Regions from separate parts of the Mus musculus genome. Here regions 1 and 3 are each linked to region 2. The links are chromatin contacts, called in public promoter capture Hi-C maps. All regions are on one chromosome and are shown on one strand. Each heading gives the region's core, a stretch centred on a gene start, on an enhancer-like site or on the middle of the called end of the contact. The rest is flanking DNA. Distances are from core to core; before and after follow the strand shown.

Region 1 (4,290 bases), core at 856-3,355, 1.2 Mb after region 2:
TATTCATATTCACAGGTGACAGGATGGTCTACCAAAAAAAGTTTATTAAGTTACTAGAGCTAATAAGTTAATTTAGCAGTGTACCATGATACAAAGTCAGCAATCAAAACCCACTTGTATTTCTGTAGGGTAGCAACAACTTGAAAATAAGAATTCATGAACAATCCCATTTACATTAGTATTAAAGGACATGGAGGAAAGTTAATGTGACGTATAAAAGATTTGTACCCTTAAAACGGTAAGGTACGGCTGAGAGAAACCAGAGACCTAAATAAATGGAAAGAAATGCCATGCTCCTGGAGAAGACTGGTCCTCTGACTGCATCTGTGGGCTCAGCGCAGCCCTGATAAACATCCAGTTGGTAGTTACTTGGTTTTGTTTTTCAATTGACCTGTTGGTATTGGATATGGAAATGTAAAACCCCCCGGCATGGTTTTACACACTTTATAATGAGAAACAAGTTTGGGGGACTCAATACTACCTGATTTCAAGATTTCATTTGCAATCTGCAGTAACCCAGGTGAAGTGGTTGGTACTGTTATAAATGTCAGGGAGTAGAAACAGTTGGAAGAGAGTCAGAAGCAGATCTACACACGTAAAGTCCGTTTTGTCTTTTTCTTTTTCCTGATAAAGGTCCCAAGGCTATCCAGAAACGGTAGGTTTTCAGCATATGTGAGAGTATACAATCAGAAGTCTGGAAAAAGTTGCTGTAGTTTTCGTGTTATATCGAAAAGTTAATTTGAAATAACTGTAGAACCAAGAGTAAAACTAAACGTATGATCACTCTAAAAGAAGCGTTGGATAACTTCCAGAGCTGGTGTGCTGGGTACTTTTAGGTCAATTTGACACAAGCTGAATTCATCATAGAGGAGGGGCCTTCAATTAAGGAAATCATAAGACTGGCCTGTAGGGCTTTTGTTGTTGTTGTTGTTGTTTTGCTTTTTTTTGTTGTTGTTGTTTTGTTTTTTTGAGACAGGGTTTCTCTGTATAGCCCTGGCTGTCCTGGAACTCACTATGTAGACCAAACTGGCCTCGAACTCAGAAATCCGCCTGCCTCTGGAGTGCTGGGATTAAAGGCGTGTGCCACCACACCCGGCTAGGGCATTTTCTTTAAATTTTTTTTTTCACTTTTTTTTTTAACGTATTCACTTTACATCCCACTCACTGTCCCCTCCCAGTCACTTCATGCCCCCTCCCCTACTCAGTCACTTCATGCCCCCTCCCCTACTCTGAGCGGTTGGAGGCCCCTTTGGGTATCAAACAAACACACACACACACACACACACACACACACACACACACACACACACACACACACTGGCATATCAAGTCTCTGTTAGGCTAGGCGCATCCTCTCCCACTGAGGTCAGACAAGACTGCCCAGCTAGAAGAACATATCCCACGGACAGGCAACAGCTTTTGGGACAGCCACGCTCCAGTTGTTTGGGACTCATAAAAGACTAAACTCACACCTGCTACAAAAGTGCAGGGAGGCCTAGGTCCAGCCTGTGTGTGCTCTTTGCTTAGTGGTGTCTCTGAGAGCCCTAAGGATCAAAGTTTGTTGACTCTGTTGGTCTTCCTGTGGAGTTCCTATCCCCTTCGTCCCCCTCCCCACCCTGCAATCTTTCCCTCAACTCTTCTTTAGGCCTGGTGGTGGTGGTGTGGTGGCATGGAGGAGGTGGTGGAGGGGGTGGGGGTCTTTAATCCCGGTTCTTGTGAGACCGAAGCAGGGACGATTTCGGAGCTCTGTGAGTTTGAGGCCAGCCTGGTCTATAGATCTAGTTCCAGGACAGTCAGAGCTACATAGAGAAACCCTGCCCCGAGGGGGGGGGGGCGCGGGGAATGGTTAAAGATTATTGCAGGACCCAGCTGATCTGTGGAAGAGGTAACGGGTGTTTATGTTTTTCGAAACTCATTGAACAATGCACTTCAATTGTGCGCACTTTAGAAATATAAAGCCACCACGCGAAAAGCTGCGCCCCAACTTAAAGGCAATTTCCAAGGTACTTCTGGGTCCTTGCGGTTCAGTGGCTGTCTAGGTTCAGAAACGAAACTGGATCCCCGCCCCGCCCCCCCGCCCCCCCCCTCCCCAGCGCCCTGAGGCAGTTTCGATTTCCTATGGCCAGCCGGCTAGGCAGCTTTTTCATCGGGACTCCTTGGAAAGTCCCCACTTCGTTCATCTCTGGCGGATTTGCGGGAGCCAGGGCGCTCATCGATCGCCTGGAGCCACAGAATGACAGCGGAGCAGCGGCAGAATCTGCAAGCATTCAGAGACTATATCAAGAAGATTCTGGACCCCACCTACATCCTCAGCTACATGAGTTCCTGGCTCGAGGATGGTGAGTGGTCCCCAACTGGGGCTCTCAGGCTCTCCACCTTAGCGAGGGGAAAACATCACTCAGATCAGAAACAATTGAAGGCTCTGCCCCCCCCCCTCCCCCGCGCTGTCCTTAAGTTAATTTGTGTAACCCGGTGTATGTGAGACTCCCAGGCCATATTAGAGTAGACAGCATAGGGATTTGATGGTCAGGAACAAAATTCCTGCAAGCTGTAGTAACTTGCATAAGGATGCCACTCTTTTCTTTCTTTCAATGCTGGGGAAATAGTTTGTTTCTCTTATTTACACCTTCTAGACTGCTGTGTGCCTCCCTTTGTCCTGTCATGAGAAACTGAGAAATCAGAATGCGCCCGCCCCTCCTTAGATTCCTGTACAGAGCAAAGAGCAAGGCTTTGGGCTCGGGCCAAAGGTGGAGGTGGGGGCCGCAGGAAGCAAGAGGACTGACTGACACGCACATTTCTGTCAAAGGATGTTGCTCACAGGAAGTCCGTGGAAGAAAACTTTCTCCAGACTCCGTGTGTTCAGAGTTTAACACAGTTGTTCATATCTAGCTTTGGGGATTTGATTGGTGGATAATAGACTCTTTGTAAATTGCACTGGGTGTTTCCACCTGAGCAAACAGACCTCCCCACCTCACCCCCACCCCCAGGGAGAAGGGAGAGGGCGTTTGAAGGGGTGACCGAGGGCGTGCGGCAGCTACTTTTCATTTTGCCAGTTAAAGCCTAGATGTCTTTCCTGGCGTTGGACGACGGTGGCAACTGCAGGTTAATTCTGACTCTCTTGAGTTCCGAAGCCTAACAGGCTATGCAGAGAGGAGTAAAAGAGCACTACCCAGGGCTACCCACATCCCGGTTGTGTTAGAGAGAAGCAGCAAAAAAGCCCTAATGATTGGGGGCGGGGTCTGAGGAGAGGAAACCCACCCAAGAGGTTTCTTAACACCAGGGTCACTTGCCTTTCAATCCTTTAATCTGATCTTTAGTCATTTACATTAGCATACAAAGTAACTAGTTTCAATACTGAAACAAAGTAACTAGTTTGTTCAGCCATTCCTGCCATTGCTCTTTGTTCTTATTTAATTGCCTCTTCTGTGGCTCTTCCACCCCCTTTACCTGTCCCTCTCTGGATGCCCTCCCCCCCAAATGGTACCCCGTTCTGCTTTCTTATAACATGAGGTTCATCACACTCCCTCCCTCCCTCCCTCCCCCATTTAAAGTATCATCCTTTCCTCTCAGGGTGCCTGTTTTAGTTTCATGAATTTTAGGGTTTTGGTTTTTTGTCTGTTTAGTTATGAGATTTTTTTAAAAATGTGGATTATGTTGAATTTGTAGATTGTTCTTGGTGCTAGAGGCCTTTTTATAGTATTATTTCCACCCATCTTGGGAGATCTTTCTGAAATCTTCCAGTGTCTTCAAGAATTTTTTTTTCCCACTGCCTTAGAAGTTTGCATTGTAGCTATCGTTCACCTCTTTGGTTAGGGTTTGTTGTTATTTGTTTGTTTGAGGCTATTGTGAATAGAACTCCCTCCTTCCCCCATATCTTTCTGGGCCAGGTTGTTCTTAGTATGTAAGTAAGCTACTGGTTTCTGTATGTTTATTTAGAACCCTGCCTCTTGGTTGACTTTTTATGAGGGCTGAGAGTTTGTGGTAGTCTTTGGGGGGTCTTTATAGGATTATATAAGAATCATTTGACTCATTCCTTTCCTATTTGTCTAACTTTTGTTTGTTTGTTTGTTTGTTTTTTTGAGACAGGGTTTCTCTGTATAGCCCTGGCAGTCCTGGAACTCACTTTGTAGACCAGGCTGGCCTCGAACTCAGAAATCTGCCTGCCTCTGCCTCCCGAGTGCTGGGATTAAAGGCGTGCACCACCACACCCGGCCATCATTTCCAAGTTAAAGATTTGATCTACATTAGACGCCGCCACGCAGAAAACCTTGAGACTTGGTGGAAAGGCCA
Region 2 (3,746 bases), core at 305-2,804:
GTGTTCACACTAAGTATTAGTAATTTTTAAAGATCAACAAGATTAATTCCCTTTAATATATTGTCAATTTTCTCTTTTGAATACTGTATTTCCTTATTAGTAAGAATTACATTTATTCTTTAACTGATTAGTGATTTACTTTTGTTTATGTCTTGTGTGTCTGCCAGTTGTGTGTGGTATGTGGGTGCCTGAAGAGTCCAGAAGAGGGCCATGGATGCCCTGGAGCAGGAGTTGGGAGGCTACTGTGAGCCACTTGGCATGGATGCTGGGAAATGAACTCAAATTTCTCTGGAAGAGAGGTTAAGGGCTCTTAACCACTGAACCATCTCTCCAGGCCCCCGAATCGCTCATTTTTGAGCTAAAAACGAGCACTCCATTAAAGTACATATGAAGCTGCACACATGCTGGCTACTGGATTTGTTCCTACTATGCTGGTGGTTCCTTTTTGACCTGAGAGGCTAGGCCTGGCCAAGCATTTTTTCCCAATAGTCTTTGCAACCCGTTGAAGCATTACTATTATTTTTCACAAAAGGAAAAAAAAAATAAAACTATGGTTCAGAAATATTTTTGAGTAGTTAATCAAATGCAGACACGTCCAATTTCTAACATCATTAAGCTTAATTGCCACTGGACATTAGAACATTTCTGCATTGGCAACTTGACTCTTCTCGATTTAAGCTGTTTCGCCTTTTTTTCTTAAGACGGGAATCTTGTGACTTTCTATCTCTGGGGGCTAAAGAGCACCTGTCACTCTTCCAAAAGATTGGGGTTCGGTTCCCCGGAACCTATACCAGGTGGCCCACACAACGTTTAACTCCAGCTCCTGGGATCCGACGCCTTCTGGATTCTGAGAGCATCTGCACGCACGTGGCGCGCATAGACAGACACAGACACACACACACACACACACAAGTAATAATTTTTACCAAACGTAAGATCTTTTGGAATGCAGGCAGGGTTTAATCGATAACTACAAAGCAAGCCTAGGGAGAAGATATGATTGGCCCGCTAAGTCCCAAAGGTGAATCTCTCTGCCTCTGGGATTCTTCCGACCCACGCCCTCACCACTGAACCTAGTCCTCTCTGGTGCACAGAGATAAACCGAGGTCCCGCGAGTGGATGGGGCCTGGCCTACACGCGCCTCACTGCCAGCTCCGTCCCCGCAGCAACAGGTCAGGAGCCCGCGACACTCCCCACGCCCCCCAGCCCCACAGCACTCACCCGTAGCCCAGAGGCAGGAGGCGGTCCTCGAACGGAGACGTAGCGCGCCAGCCAATCAGAAGAGCCCGGCTGCACTTCAGACGAGCCACAGAATTGGGCATCAGGCGCTTCCACCCGCCCCTGAGGCGTGGTTTTTTGGCTGGGACCGTCGCGAGATCTGCCTCAAGCTGAACCATTGGTGGAGAATGAACCGCCCCCTTCCCCTTCTGATTTCTGATTGGCCTTTTAGAGGAGAGGTGACAGGCTCTGTGAATGACCATTGGTCGGTGCTGCGGGACCGCGGGCGGGCGGGCGTCGGCGCGCGCGTTCGAACTGGCGCTTGTGGCGTTGCCATGGGGATGTGGCCTGGCGGACACCTAAGGCGGGTTGACCGGACGCTCTGCTAGCCCGGCCTTAGGGCTTTCTCCTCACCGCACTATTTCTTCGGTCCTCCCTGAAAACTGACTGAGGAGGAGCCGGGATTGCCCTGAGGTGAGAAACGGTGGCTTTAGCTTGAGCCCAGGCTCTGCGCCTGCGCGGGAGCGGGTGCTCCTGTCTGCGAGCGGCGCGAGCCGAGACCGGTATTTGCGGGGTAACTAGAACTTGGCTTCTCGGGTTCTTCGAGGGTTCTCGCGCTCTCTCACGTTTCATCTCCCTGTCTACCGCCTCTTCAGCAATTACCTCGACCACCACCAGCTTTGAGGCTTTTCTGAGTACCCCAAAGGCCTCTTGCCTTTGAGACACGCTCTTCAGAGCGCTTCGATTGGACTTTCGGTTGTTTTGTGAACTTCCGCAAACCTCATTCTCCTTTTTTCTCATATAATTTTGACCTCTGAGATAAGACAAGCCTTTCCACAGCGTCTTACGCATATTAGTTTTTTGTTTGTTTGTTTTGTTTTTTTAAGGAAATATTTGTTCAGTTGGCTTTCACTCACTACAAATAGATTCAGTTATCTTTCTGCCTTGTCCCATTCAAAGTCGATTTGGGGGCAGGTGGAAGAGAGAGGACACCCTAATCTCATATACAAGAGACAGAAAATTCAGCGTTGGCGTTCCCACGTTGGGGGCAGGAAGACCTGCTCAGTGTGGGTGGCAACATTCCCAAGGCAGGGAATTCTGAGCAGTAATAGAGTGGAGAAAGCAAGCTGACCGCTAGCATACATACATTACTTCATTATTTACTGCTTTTCTTTTTTTAAGTTTTTGTTTGTGTGGCTTTTGTTTGTTGGTTGGTTTTGAGACAAAGTTCTCAATCAGAGAGACGTGCTCTCTCCACATTGTAGTCTGGCCTACAAGTACCTCTTCTCAAACCCCTAAATGTATTTGCTTATAACAGGCCATTCTGTCCTTATATGCCCGAGGATTTCCTCTTGTTGTTTACTGACCACCAACTATCGTAACATTTTATCTGTGCTTTGGAAACTGAAATCAATTATTTGACTTTGAGTTTTTTTCACTTAACAGTGTGTGTGTATGTGTGTGTGTATATGTATATGTGTGTGTGTGTATGTATGTGTGTGTGTGAGCACTCAAGTGAAGGTCAGAGGACAACTTTGAGGAACTGGTTCTCATTTTCCATGTTTTTTAAGCAGCTTGTTTCTGCTGCTGCAGTGCATACTCCAGGATATTTCTATCTTACACACACACACACACACTTACTTCTCCCTAGGAGTGCTAGGGTTACACATGTGCAGTACCACATGTGACCTTTTATGTGGGTTCTAGGCATTGAATTTGAACCATTAGGCTTATTATAGGTTATGTGCATTTACCTACCAAGCCATTTCCTTGACCTTTATTTCAGGTGGTTGGTTGGTTGGTTGGTTGGTTTGTTTGTTTAATTTTATTTGTGTACTGGCTAGTTTTGTGTGTCAACTTGACACAGGCGCGAGTTATCACTGAGAAAGGAGCTTCAGTTGAGGAAATGCCTCCATGAGATCCAGCTGTACGGCATTTCCTGAATTGGTTATCAAGGGGGGAGGGCCCCTTGTGGGTGGTGCCATCTCTGGGCTGGCAGTCTTGGTTCTATAAGAGAGCAAGCTGAGCAAGCCAGGGGAAGCAAGCCAGTAAAGAACATCCCTCCATGGCCTCTGCATCAGCTCCTGCTTCCTGACCTGCTTGAGTTCTGGTCCTGACTTCCCTTGGTGATGTACAGCAGTGTGGAAAGTGTAAGCAAGCTGAATAAACCCTTCCCTCCCCAACTTGCTTCTTGGTCATGATGTTTTGTGCAGGAATAGAAACCCTGACTAAGACAATGTGTATGAATGTTTTGCCTGTATGTTTGTGTACCTTGTATGTGTGCAGTATGAAGGAAACCAAAAGAGGGTGTTGGATTCTCTACAGCTGTAGTTATAGACAGTTGTGAGACTCCATGTGGGTGCTGGGAGTAGAACCCTGGTCCTTTGAAAGAACAGCTAACGCTCTTAAGTGCTAAGCCATCTCTCCAGCTCCCATTTTTTTAAAAACTTTTTTTGGGGCTAGCATTTTAGACTGTAGTCCAGACTGTCCTGGAACATGCAATATCCTGTTTCAGCTTCTTGAGTGCT
Region 3 (3,896 bases), core at 1,197-3,696, 1.6 Mb before region 2:
CAGTGCCCGGAGCCCAGAACTCCAGCCAGAGCAGAAGAGATGTCCAGGCTACAGACACGAGTATTGAAGAACTGGGTAGAGTCAAGCTCAGTTAGTAGAGATGACTCGGCCAGGGAGTCTAGGGGCCGGGAGCTGCTCTCAAAAAAGATTCTGGTTCCAGCCTCCCGGCCAAATTTTAGTTTTTATTTTTTTATTTGAACTTACTAATCATGTAATAAAGTGACCAGTGGCAAATGGGAAACTGTCCTCATTGATTGGGGGATGAAGTTAGGAAAGCCACTCGGGTCGTCTTTGGCCGTCCACTTCCACCCTTCAGTCCAGGTCGGTGTGAGGAGTTGATTCTCCACGCGTGACAAGGATTCACTTCATGTGAAGTGAAGTCATCCTGTCGTCAAGAGAAACCTCGGCTGTACGGGGATTGAGGCATGGTCTGCTGAACTGCCAGCTGCACAGTGGTGCAGGGGCTTGGGGACACACGGGAAAGGACAGCTTGCCCTTATGGTATGGCGGTCTTAAAGGGCAGAGGGTGTAGACTATTAAGCTATTAATAAACTAGGGTTTACAAAAGCAGTTGAGAGATGGCTGTGGTGATGCAGACTAACGGACTGTGAGATCAAGGCCAACTTTAAGTACTTAGTGGGACCCTGTCTCAAAGCAGCAATAACAGAACTGAACCCCAGAGGTGTCTGCTTTCACAGAATCCAAGTCAGGGTGGCAATACAAGGAAGCAGAGCGTGATAAAAAGTCATAAGCCAGGCTGGTAAGGTGGCTCTGTGAGTAAAAGCCTCCTGCAGTACAAGCCGAATGGCCTGAGTTGGATCCACTGTAAGTTCAAAGTGCTCTGGTGAACCGACAAGTTGAGAGTTCCAGGAAACCTCGCTGAAAATTATACTTGAGCTCAGACATGAAGGAGGAGAGAGAGACCCATTCAGATGCCCATTGGCAGAGCATACCTGGCTTATGAACACAAGAGCAAAGAAACTGCTGTGCTGTGGCTGAACGGTTACCAGAAGCAAAGCAGCAGCAACTAGATGTATTTAAAGGGGGAAGAGGGACTTACGTGTAAATTTGTAGGACCCCTATAGGTAGGTGCCACACATTTACTAAGAAGATAAAAGTTGTTTTTTCCTACTGAGATAAAACTCACATACCATACAGATAACCCACTTTTTTGTTTTCTAGAGCAAGGGTCACCGTGTGTAGCCCAGGCTGATTAAATGCATGTGACCTAACCTGCCTATACCTCCCGAGTGCTGCCATACTCTGCCAGCTTACTCATTTCATGTTTTCAAGACAGGGTTCTCAGTGCAGCCTTGGCTAGAACAAGCTCTGTGGACCAAGCTGGAACTCAGAGAGATCCGCCCGCCTCTGCCTTGAGAGTGATGCCTTCAGTGAGTGTTTGCCACCGCTGATTTTTAGGTGGTTACTGTTTTGAGACAGTGTCTCCTTTATCCCAGGCTGGCCCCAGAGGAGCTGTGGTGTCGAGGACGATCTTGGTGGTTAAGAGGATCCTGCCTCTGCCTCCCAAGTGCTGGCATCTCAGACGTGTGCAAGTGTACCAGGTTTTCTAGAATGCTAACTAAAAATCAGGCTGGGTTAGCCCAGGTTTTTGCGAATGCTAAGCAAACTCTGTCAATTGGGATTAAAGGTGTTTGCCACCACCACCTGTCATGTATAAGTTTTTATTTAGATGTATTTTTAAAGACAGGTTTTTTGGGTTTTGTTGTTTTTTTTTTTTGTTTGTTTGTTTGTTTGTTTGGTTGGTTGGTTGGTTTTTTGAGACAGGGTTTCTCTGTAGAGCCCTGGCTGTCCTGGAATTCACTTTGTAGACCAGGCTGACCTGGAACTCAGAAATCCGCCTGCTTCTGCCTCCCAAGTGCTGGGATTAAAGGCGTGCACCACCATTGCCCGGCTAGTTTATGTTTTTTGTTACTGTGAAAAAGTGCTCTTGACAAGAACATCTAAAGGAGCTAGTTACCAGACAGTTTTAGTTCATCACGGGAGGGAAGTCTCAGCAGTGAGAACTTGAAGCATGGGGCTGGGAAGATGGCTCAGTGATTAAGAGCATGTACTGCTCTTGCTGAAGACCAAAGTTTAGTTCCCAGCACTCAGACCTTGTGTTGAAAAACAACCAAAAATGGACAGTGAGTCTGGAGAGAGGGCTGAGTGGCTAAAAGCAATTGCAGCACAAAGTGCATTGTACAAACATACATATAATAAAATGCTCGGTGGTCCCTGGGCTTTTCTTCTTTCATGCTTCTGTACACACCCAGTCATCATCCCCCTCTCTTAGACCTTGCCCTCATTTATGAATTACTGAACCTCCTATCAAAGTTTTCAGCCCCACGTTTCTTGTCGAACTTCCCTGCTGGTGCCGGCAGGCGGCGACAAATCTCCTGGTAGGGCGCTCTGTCAGGCTTGCACACCTCTGTGGTGCCAGACAGCGAGCCCTGCCGCTGCACTTCCGGGCGCGGATCCAGGTGAGCCAAGGTCTCCCTGTTACCTCTGTTACTGTCACCCCTAGGACGGGTGTCTCAGCTTACTGCCGGGGTGCCCAGTATCAGAGGGAGCATGTCCAGGTGTTGGCCGGGTTCCCACCGGAGGAGACAGAGCTGCCGGGACTTCTGGATCCCAGCTTAGCTCAATGGGCTTTATACCGGGCTTCCTGGGGACGTCGTTCCTTCGGTTTTTTCTTGAGCCTGGCCGCCCGGAAGCGGAGCAAGACTCCTCCCCGTCGTTTCCTCGGTTCCCGCCAGGCGGCGCCGTTTACTCAATCCAGTTAATCCGTGTGGTTTCTGTCTATTGCCACCCTGGAAATGTTGAGTTAGTCCGAAGAGAGCCATTGAAATGGACTGTCAGAGAACAATCTACCTACCATTTGGAATAGTCTTCCTCCTAGACTGTGGTTTGACAGCATTAGATCTCCCGGTTGGATATGCACAGGCTCCCGTGCTCACCCCCAGAACCTGAATCGGTAGGTGTAGCCTGGGCGTCAGGTTGAGATCCAAGGTCTCAGCCTCTCACCGTCAGATGGTATGACTGGTAGAAACAGCTGCAACGAGTTAGCTATGGTTTGTTTACGTCCTGAAGTTTATAGCAGTACGTGATTGTTGTTGGGCATTGTTTTGAGAGCCAAAACGTCCATGGTTTCTTCGCACCCCAATGAACATTCTCTTCTCTCCCAGGATGCGGAAGGTGTCTGTGCTCCTCTTCTTAGCCTGGGTCTGTTTTCTTTTCTACGCTGGCATTGCACTCTTCACCAGTGGCTTCCTTCTCACTCGTCTGGAGCTCACCAATCAAAGCAGCTGCCAAGAGCTCCCAGGCCCTGGTCCCTTGCCGTGGGGAAGTCATGGAAAGCCTGGGGCTTGCTGGATGCCTTCCCGCTTCTCCAGGGTGGTTTTGGTACTGATAGACGCTCTGCGGTTTGACTTTGCCCAGCCTCAGCGCTCGCATGTGCCTGGGGAACCTCCTGTCTCCGTGCCTTTTCTGGGAAAATTAGGTTCCTTGCAGAGGATCCTAGAGAGTCAACCCCACCATGGCCGGCTGTACCGATCTCAGGTGGACCCCCCCACGACCACCATGCAGCGTCTAAAGGCTCTCACCACTGGCTCGCTGCCGACTTTCATTGATGCTGGCAGTAACTTTGCCAGCCATGCTATAGTGGAAGATAATGTCATCCAACAGCTCAACAGTGCAGGTCAGTATGTGCCTCTGGGGACTATAGAAGCTGGGGAGCCAGGACTTCAGGTACCCAGCCGTATATTTGGCTATGGTGTAGGGAAACAGAGAGTAGAAATAGATGGGATCTTGTGTGTAGAAAGGCCCAGAGATTTTTGTCCTCAATGAAGCTTCTAATCTGCACAAAATGTTTGTTTGTAACTCGTGGGAGCATCCGA

What was found. Promoter capture Hi-C pulls out the DNA fragments that hold promoters and counts their contacts.
Region 1: a promoter capture Hi-C map of neutrophils shows a contact between it and region 2, with 3 times the contacts expected there. The contact joins the promoter of Ddx58 here to the promoter of Kif24 in region 2. A contact is called at or near these places in 2 of 39 promoter capture datasets (neutrophils and pre-B cells).
Region 3: a promoter capture Hi-C map of pre-B cells shows a contact between it and region 2, with 2.2 times the contacts expected there. The contact joins the promoter of Pigo here to the promoter of Kif24 in region 2. A contact is called at or near these places in 6 of 39 promoter capture datasets (the 3T3-L1 cell line, the C10 cell line, embryonic stem cells and 3 more), 1 of 484 Hi-C or Micro-C datasets (B cells) and 1 of 115 datasets of contacts at active chromatin or transcription factors (stem cell-derived neural progenitor cells).

What each region holds. Positions count from the first base shown.
Region 1 is chr4:40,237,640-40,241,929 of GRCm38.p6, reverse strand. Ddx58 (DEAD/H box helicase 58) reads left to right here and starts at 2,105. Exons shown (of 18, transcript NM_172689.3): 1 at 2,105-2,339. The coding sequence starts at 2,234.
Region 2 is chr4:41,462,656-41,466,401 of GRCm38.p6, reverse strand. It overlaps Kif24 (kinesin family member 24), which reads left to right and starts at 1,554. Exons shown (of 13, transcript NM_024241.2): 1 at 1,554-1,692. Nudt2 (nudix (nucleoside diphosphate linked moiety X)-type motif 2) reads right to left here and starts at 1,254. Exons shown (of 3, transcript NM_025539.2): 1 at 1,222-1,254.
Region 3 is chr4:43,024,364-43,028,259 of GRCm38.p6, reverse strand. Pigo (phosphatidylinositol glycan anchor biosynthesis, class O) reads left to right here and starts at 2,446. Exons shown (of 11, transcript NM_001305386.1): 1 at 2,446-2,480; 2 at 3,186-3,697. The coding sequence starts at 3,187. It overlaps Stoml2 (stomatin (Epb7.2)-like 2), which reads left to right. Exons shown (of 10, transcript NM_023231.2): 10 at 1-570. The coding sequence ends at 95.